2 separate regions of the Macaca mulatta genome follow, and region 1 is linked to region 2. The links are chromatin contacts, called in public Hi-C maps. All regions are on one chromosome and are shown on one strand. The core of a region is the stretch at or near the end of the contact, and the rest is flanking DNA. Distances in the headings are between cores, read along the strand shown.

What was found. A called contact is a pair of places that touch in the nucleus more often than the background predicts.
Region 1: a Hi-C map of fetal cortex germinal zone shows a contact between it and region 2, with 1.8 times the contacts expected there. The contact joins the promoter of GPBP1 here to the promoter of MIER3 in region 2. A contact is called at or near these places in 2 of 14 Hi-C or Micro-C datasets (fetal cortex germinal zone and fetal cortical plate).

The regions. Positions count from the first base shown.
Region 1 is chr6:65,009,368-65,013,323 of T2T-MMU8v2.0, reverse strand. It overlaps GPBP1 (GC-rich promoter binding protein 1), which reads right to left and starts at 2,703. Exons shown (of 12, transcript XM_078004760.1): 1 at 2,633-2,703; 2 at 156-1,109.
Region 2 is chr6:64,766,475-64,770,526 of T2T-MMU8v2.0, reverse strand. It overlaps MIER3 (MIER family member 3), which reads left to right and starts at 2,472. Exons shown (of 13, transcript XM_078004745.1): 1 at 2,472-2,591.

The sequences.
Region 1 (3,956 bases), core at 1,454-3,953, 240 kb before region 2:
ATGGTTAATAGCTGTTTTCAGACTGTCAAAGAAACTGAAACCAAGCACTATTACTGCAAGAAACTGAAAGGCTTCCAAGAATAACATAGGATAAACTCGACTCCCATTACAGTTTACAAACGAACATTTGATTTGCTCACCATAAAAGTACTTACAAATTCCAACAGGACTGCACAGGAAGGTGTTGGTTTTTTCTTTGTAATCTTTGTTTTCCAGTTTGTATTTTTATTTTGTATCCTCTGAAATAATATCGAAGTTCTTTGAAGATACTTAACCTATGACTATTTGACATAGAGTTACTTCAAGTCAGCTACCCATACTTCTGTTTTAAAGTTTTCATATGGCTATCTCCCGAATTAGCCAAGTTCTTTAGATTTAAGATCAAAGTCTTCTTTATTATTCCATGTACTTGCCACTGTTGTACTTGTCCACTCCAGATGAAATATCCAATTTATGAGCCAAAAAGCAAAAACAAAAAGAAAATTTCACATCTGAAGAGCATTCCTAAATATCAGCATATACAGAGACACACATAGCTATCTCAACACTACCATGCTGCCGGGAAACTGCAACATCTTAAATTTCTACGTAAATAAAAGATAAAAGGAAAAAAATTCGGTATTCTTTCAATGTCTTCATTTAGAAAAAGTGTCCCATTGTAACACGAAAGAGCTGAAGTCAAAAATTCCTAAAACTTTCAATAAAGGTAAAAATAAACTGCCATGAAACTTCAGCAATACTCAGTCATTTGAAACTGCTGAAACTACTCAGTACACAAATCAACGTCTCTCAGTTTCGGCTGAAGAACCCCAACAACGGGGTGGGGGAGGGGGAAGGCAAAAATTACCACCAGCTGAAATACTGTAACCAGTTATATAATCCGTTTGAACCAAAATACTGAAGAAATGCTGCCTGGGTCTCTTTTTAAGTAGCTTGCTGAATTGCTCACTACTATCAGTTCACTTCATAGACGATTCTTGCCAATTTTAATAAACTTCTGGGGCAAAATTATCCAAAAACATTGTAAATCCAAAATGGCCACTTAAAATATCCGGGGCCTTCTACACAAAACCTAGAAGATGATCTTCATATCTGAGTAATCCATTCACCTGTAAAAGTTATAAAAAAAAAATTATATACTGAGTTTTGATTTTGAGCTAAAAAAATCAATCCCCAACTTAAAAAGTCAACCTCTGGAGAGAAAATCACTTCTGTATAACCTTACAGGAGCCTGGAAAACGGCTTTACCCAAGCAAGCACCCGATAAAAGTCTACTGAATGAAAAAGACATCGGAGTAGAGGGAGGTAAAAACGGTAGGTGACGGTATTATGGAGGGCAAGGGCAGATTTCACCTGGGAAGGGGTGCAGATCCAATATTGGGGAATTATATAAGCAAACCCTCTTATACTTCTTGAATACATTTGAAACTATGAAACCGTCACTTAATCTTACAAAAGATCTTCTCCAACCCTCTTCGATGTACCAAGGAAAACGAAGACAGGTGTGTTGCCACGGAGCATTAGCAAATGTAACTCAGAGAATAACAAATGTAAAGAAAAGAAGGCTCCCTCCAAATCAGAACGTCTACCAGAGGAGGCATATTCCCCCAGTAAGGCCAGAAAGGTGAACTAGAAGTAGGGCAAACCCGCTCCTTAAATTCTCCCGAGGAGACTTCCCCACTTCTGAGGGAGCAGAGGGCTAGAAGGTGTAGGTTTCCACTTCCTCGAATTAAGAAAACAGCTTTCTCCCAAAACTGAGGGGGTGGAAGGTACAGGGCCCTTTTCGTAAACCACAGGGAGAATGGTTCTCTCCCAAAAAAGCACATGTCCCCTCAGACCCCACAAGACTCGGAGGAACAAAGTAGCCTTCGCCCCAGTCCACGGCAAGTGCCACGGACCTGGGAGAGGCGGGGAAAGCTGAGGCGCTGCTGAAGAAACCGCCGAAGGCCACAAATCGGCCTCGACTCCCTCAGCCCTGAGAGGGGTAGTGGTGCAAAAGCAGGCGGGTGTGTGCGAGAGGCCGGGGGAAGGCCGAGCACGGAAGGCGTCGGACCCGCTCCCAGCCTCCGCCAAACGGCAAACACCCCCCAACCAAGCTGCCGGGGCTAAACCACCCACCCCCTCCTCACAACCGCCACCTCCGCTCCACCCGGGCCGAGGCAATAGCTACAGGGGCCTATCCGCGCCTCCCTCCCCTCTCACTCCTTGCCCCTCGCCGCCCCTCCGTCCGCGGGCAGCCTCTCACCTCGCGCCGCCAACGCCGCTCCCGACCCCTCAAACCCCAACACGGACACGGGCACTCCCCTTCTCCCCCGGACTCGAGCGTGGAGCCTAGAGGACGGTGTTACCTTCTGCCCCACCAGAGGTGCCCCTGGCCTGGGGGTGTCGACGCGCCTGATCCCGGGAGAAGGTTTTCGGTACTTTGAATAATCCCCTTTTGCCGCTTTTCCCTCCCCCACAACCAGTCTCAGTCCCAAAATGGCGCCGACCCGATCCGCAATGTTCTGGGCCAAGTCTCGCGAGATCGTGGACAGTGGCGAGGCGGGGAAGGAACTAGAGGGGTTGAGAAGAGGGGAAGGCGGGGCGAGGAGAAGGAGGGAGAAAGGGTGTGGAAGAAACGGTGCGAACGAACCTACTGGGCGGGACACCAGGAAGAGCGCCTCCACCAGAGAACCTTCTGGCCCAAGCAACCGCTCACGCCGCGGTCAAAATAGCTCCGCCCTCTACGTCGGGCGCCTGGGGGGAGGGGGAAGAAGGCGTGGCTAAGCCTGGGGGCGGGGCTTTGAGGAGGCCCCGGAGCAGGGGCGCGCGGGGGGCGGTGGCTCCACGCGGTGACGTCAGGAGCAGCTGGAGTCGGGGATTACCCCCTGCTGCTGACGTGAGGACGGTGAACAATCGGGAACGTTCGGTGGAAGGGGGAATTCCCCGCCGCTCTGTGAGGCGCCCCTCCTCCCGCACTCCCCCGCCCTGGGCTGCTTCGGAGTCCGGGCTGTTGGGGCCGCGGGGAGGGCGAGAGAGGAGTGCTGCGCCCGGAGGCGGCCGCGCAGGCTCGAGTGGCGCGCGGCGCGGCGTCTTCTCCAGTTCTAAGTTCCCGAAGCCGCGCCGCAGCTTCTCCGAGCTTCAAGCTGCGGAAGACGCCGCGGCGCGCGCCTTTCGCCGGGTACCCCGCTCGGGCTTCGCGCTCGGGCCTGGGTGAAGCGGCGCTCACACCGCGCCTATGCCCAGCCCTGCGCAGGCGGAACGTCTGCCGAGCCGGCGCCGGAGCGATAGGGTGGACTGAGGGGATGCTCCACCGTGGCGTGCGAACGCGGACTGTGTCGGGCGTGAGAGGAGCACACGGGAGCCCTACGGCGGAGGAAAGCAGACGTGCTGGGAGCCAAGCCCAGACTCTCGGAGGGTAGAAATGGCTACTAGATATAATTGTGCTAATTATTTTTCTTTCTACTAAATTTACAGTAGGTGAATTATTCCAACAGTCAGAGTATCAGAACCACAGAGCCCATTCGAGATTTTAAAAAATCAGTATTATGGTGTTCACAGTCGTTTATCTAATTGTGACACCTTTTCGCCTTATAATCGTAGCCTCACTTTAACACCTGGGAGGTTGGCATTCCAGGGGAAAAAGTCACATTTGTTTAGAGGGAGGGTGGGGGGAGGTTGTCTCAAAAAGGGAAAGTCTGGAAAATAAAAATATTTGGCTTTTCGCCCTCCCCTAAGCCACAAGGACTTCATAACGTAGAAACTTTATGGTACTTGTATATGCATTACTGGGTTTTTAGTTTAATGGAATGTTTCTAAAAGATACCTGAAAAACGGGTGGAGTGTAAACTCACCAAAATTTACCGTCGCCAACCTTTTGTTTTAATCTTTATCGGGAATTGGCCACTTTGAGCAATTAATAATGGCCCTCTGCGGGGCAAAGGAAAGGGAATTAACACTTGCTGGATGCCTTGCCC
Region 2 (4,052 bases), core at 1,223-3,722:
AGTTTCGTTGGTCCTCATTTTTTATATTTATACTTGTTTATTTTATTGTATGAATTTACTGGAAGCCTCTCAAATTACATGTTTATAAATAAACCTTTCTGATTTCCTTTCTAAAGATGGTTGGAGGATCTATGACATTTTGGTTCTCCTTAGGAGGTTACTATGGTTTTTAGTTTTCCTTGCTCACGTATCCATTTACCACCTGTAGAAATTACTTAGCCTGTAAGCTTTTGGGGGACAAGGACATTTTTATGGTGGTCCCACAGTGCCCAGCATCTAGTACTTTCTATATAATGCCCTCTGTTGCATAGTGACAGGATAATAAAAGTAAAAAGCAATAGTATTTTAATTTCAACTCCTTGGGACAAAAGGATTTTTAATCTGTACTGACTCCTGAAAGTCTTGTCAATCAGAAAAAATGAGAGCTCCATCTACATACAGTAGACTTTACACACTTTATCATAAAAGAATGTGTTATGTAAGACTGGGTGGTAAACTTTCTCCAGTGATCAGGTGGGGGAAAGTAGTTCTGCTTCCTTTAACTGCTAATTAATGTAGCTTCATTTATCTTTGTCTGAATCCTTATTTAATACCATGGACTCAGACTCCCTACACTATGTACTACAATAGGGAGCACATAAGCATCGAAATTACAAATGCCTATACAAAATCTTTACAATTGAATATAAAGAGAGTCTACAGAAACACTACTAGATTTATGGCAGTGAATAAATCTGTGTATATTTCAATTACGGCAAAACATATAATCTAAGACTACATTTATAGTTTGGATTAGCCAAGTTTGCTGGGAAGAAAATGTTTTTCCCAATGTAATGTATGAGGCAGGTTGTTGGAGACACTTTCTCGACGTGGCTCAGACTGTGGTCCAGCTGCTCAGAGCACTGTTTCATGGCTCTGTCCACAGGGTGTGCTCACTGCCTCATTTCTAAAGTTATTCACTTGTACTTAATTTCAAGCCATTTTTTTTTTTTTTTTTTACTTTGAAAACTCTGAACGCCTCATTGAGGAGAATACATACAATGTGTGCCAAGGTCTGGTTTCAAAGTTCAGCTGTTTTTGAGTTATTTGACTGGACAAAAGGTCGAAAGATATCTTTCACAGCAGGGAAAGTGTAATTTTCCATGTCTTTATGATGTTTAGAAATAGTTGGAGTGATTTTCCCTAAAATTTCCATAAATAAATAACTTTTACCCGTGGTATAAGCTTGATTTTGAGATGCCTTGGCAAAAAATTTGAAAATAACCCTCTCCCTACCTCCAGTCTCCAGCCTCATCCACAGTAGGCGCTCCAGCAATAAGGGAATTGGAGGGACCCCAGGTTAAAATCAAGACCTTTCATGTTTGGATTAAAAGTATAAAGTATGAAAAGTTCTGGCTTCTAAAAAACTTGTCTTTATCATTTAATATTATGTATGTTTTAGAAAAAAGCTGGAAGAGCTCTGGTGTCTGAGATCACTCTCTCCAAATTCCTGTAGGGTCCTGCTATAATTCCTGATTGAGTTTGCATCTCACTTATCCTGTACCTTACAGCCGACTTTCTTTTCCACAGATAAAACTGGCCTCCCACTTCAGGACAATGTGTCCTCTGAAATTGCTAGGGCAACTCCATACCTTACTTTAACTGCAGGACCTAACTCTCCAATCAGCCGTTAGCGTATATTTTTGTGTACTTGGCTCAAAGGCTTTCAGTGTGGATGTGGCCCTTCCAGAGAGTAATCTCCCCCAATGAAGAGCAAATGGTCATAAGGCACATGTAGGAGCAGGTATTCCTGTTAAGCCTTATGCTCCGTCTTTCACCCATCCACTTGCACAGGGGACTAGTTTCCTTTTATGATCCTACCCAAATGTTTGGCCTTTTTGGAGAGGTGAGGGAAGTGGGGGGTAGAATTTTTGAGACTCAGTTCAGGGCCTTTCATATGCTGTTTCCGTCCTTCAACAGATGTATCAAGTATCTCTGGGTCATCCCCTAAGACACACTGGTGATGAACAATTCCTAGAACTGGTCTAATTTTTTTTCGTAACAGGACAGTTTATATTTTTTGGGCATCTTCTTGAACTGTACAAGTATGTTCAGCATCATTTCTCTGCCCTGTCGATCTTTTGTCTTTTCTTCTGTGCTGTCAATAACCTGTTTGGCAAATGTCTACTTCCATTGTCCACTCCGTAAGCCAGTGTACACCGGTCTCCATCTCCCATTCCTGCAGGTCTCTTCGTGGAAATGGCAAAGTGCCTGACTGTTGTCCTCTCATTGTGGACTGACTCTGCCATCCACCAGCCTCTTCTCCCATTTCCCAGACTTCCTCCCACGTCTATTTCATCGATCACCTCCTCCTCTTAGGGAAGTTGAGTCTGTCGAGTTCCCCTGCACATCTCCTGCCAGTCCAAATTTCCTGCCCGCACGCCCTCCCGCGCCGCGGTGTCTGTGGGTCGGTCCCCAAACGCGCCCGCCGGCTCTTGGGCCTCCACTGGCTGGACGTGGGTCTGTCCCGCGCCCGTGCGTCCGTCCGTCCCCCACTTGCCTCCAATTCCGCAGGAACTTTACTCCAGCCGGGAGAAGGACCGTAAGCGCGGGTGCGCGTCTGGCCGGCTGCGGCGGGCACGCGGGTGGCGAGGGGCGCCAGGCAGTGTGGGCGTGCGAGCGGGCCGGGGGCGTCGCGGGCCGCCCTGCCCTATAAGGGGCCGTGCCGCCTCCGCCGCCGGGCGGGTGCCGGGCGGACCGCGGCGGCGGCGGCGGCGGCGGCGGCGGCGGCTGCGATTGGCTCAGGCGCCCCATCCGGGGACTGGGCTCGGCGCTGCTCGTTCGCCCTAAAGGTACCAATATGGCGGAGGTGAGCAGGGAAACCGGGCAGGAGCAGCCGGGCTGGAACGGGCGCCCGGCGGCTCCCCGCGGCCCCCGAGCCAGCCTGGGGGATCCGGGGCTCTTTCCGCGGCCCCATGAAGGGCGGCGTGGCAACGCGGGGGTCGCGGGGCGGCGACTGGCCGCGGCGGGGCCGGCCGGGGGGCGGGAGCGGGCGCGGGAGCGGTCTCCCTCCGGGACTAGGCCGCGGCGGCTCCGGCCCCGGTCGGGCCGGGCGACGGAGCCGGACGGAGGTGGCGGCCGGCGGCAGCGAGCCCTGCCCCAGGGACGGGGCAGTGCCGTGCCCCCGGCCGCTGACGCGGGCCGCCGGCGCCTCCGCGCCTCTTCCCGGGGCCCGGGTGGGTGTAAACCGGCCGAGCCCCCCCTCCGCGGCCGGATCGCAAAGAGGGGAGCGGGCTGCGCCACTGCCCTGCGGGAGTCGTGCGCTGTGCCCCCGGCCCACCGGGCCCGGGCTGCGGCGCGAAGGAGCCGCACGCTTTACTTTGCTGGGGGCGCGGAGAAGAGCGGGATGCGCGGCCACCGGGCTTCGCTGAAGAGCGGGACTCCCCGCCCCGTAGCCCGGGAGGTGCGGGCGCCCCTGGGGTTAAAGGGCAGACCGAGACCCTCAACGCCCTCTCCAGGAGAGAGGCTTGATAGCCCCAGTTTACTCTGGGCTGGAGGAAAGAAGGCTGGGCAAGCGAAGCTGCCCCGGCCATGTCCCCCGGGACTGGTGAGCTGGGGGGAGGGGGCGTTGTGGCAGGAGCCCCTAGGCTGGAGCTCGCCGGGGCTGGAGGCGCGCTGGCGGTCCAGGGAGGGACTGAACACTCGGAAGGAGCCAGCATCCCTGAAACTAAGAGGAGCTGCATCTCTGGACTCGGGAGAGAGGATGGGGGGCTCGCGCTTTGGTTTGGGGGCGAGTGTCCGATTCGAGCTGGCCTGTGCTCCAGGGGAAGAGATCGGCCTCGGAGTTGGGGCTCCCGGGCCCCAGGGGCAGACTGGGTGCTCAGAACGCGAGTTCATTCCAGAAAAGGGTGTTACGTTTCGAGTTGCTTGGGGCTTCGGAGAGCCGGGCGGGATTTGGGGGACTCCGGAGATGCCAGGGATGGGGGACTGATGGTGCGAGCCGACTGCTCTGGGTTTTGCTTCTCCGCTTTTTAACTTGCTGAGCTCCAAGAAGCGACTTGGAGTTGCCTCTC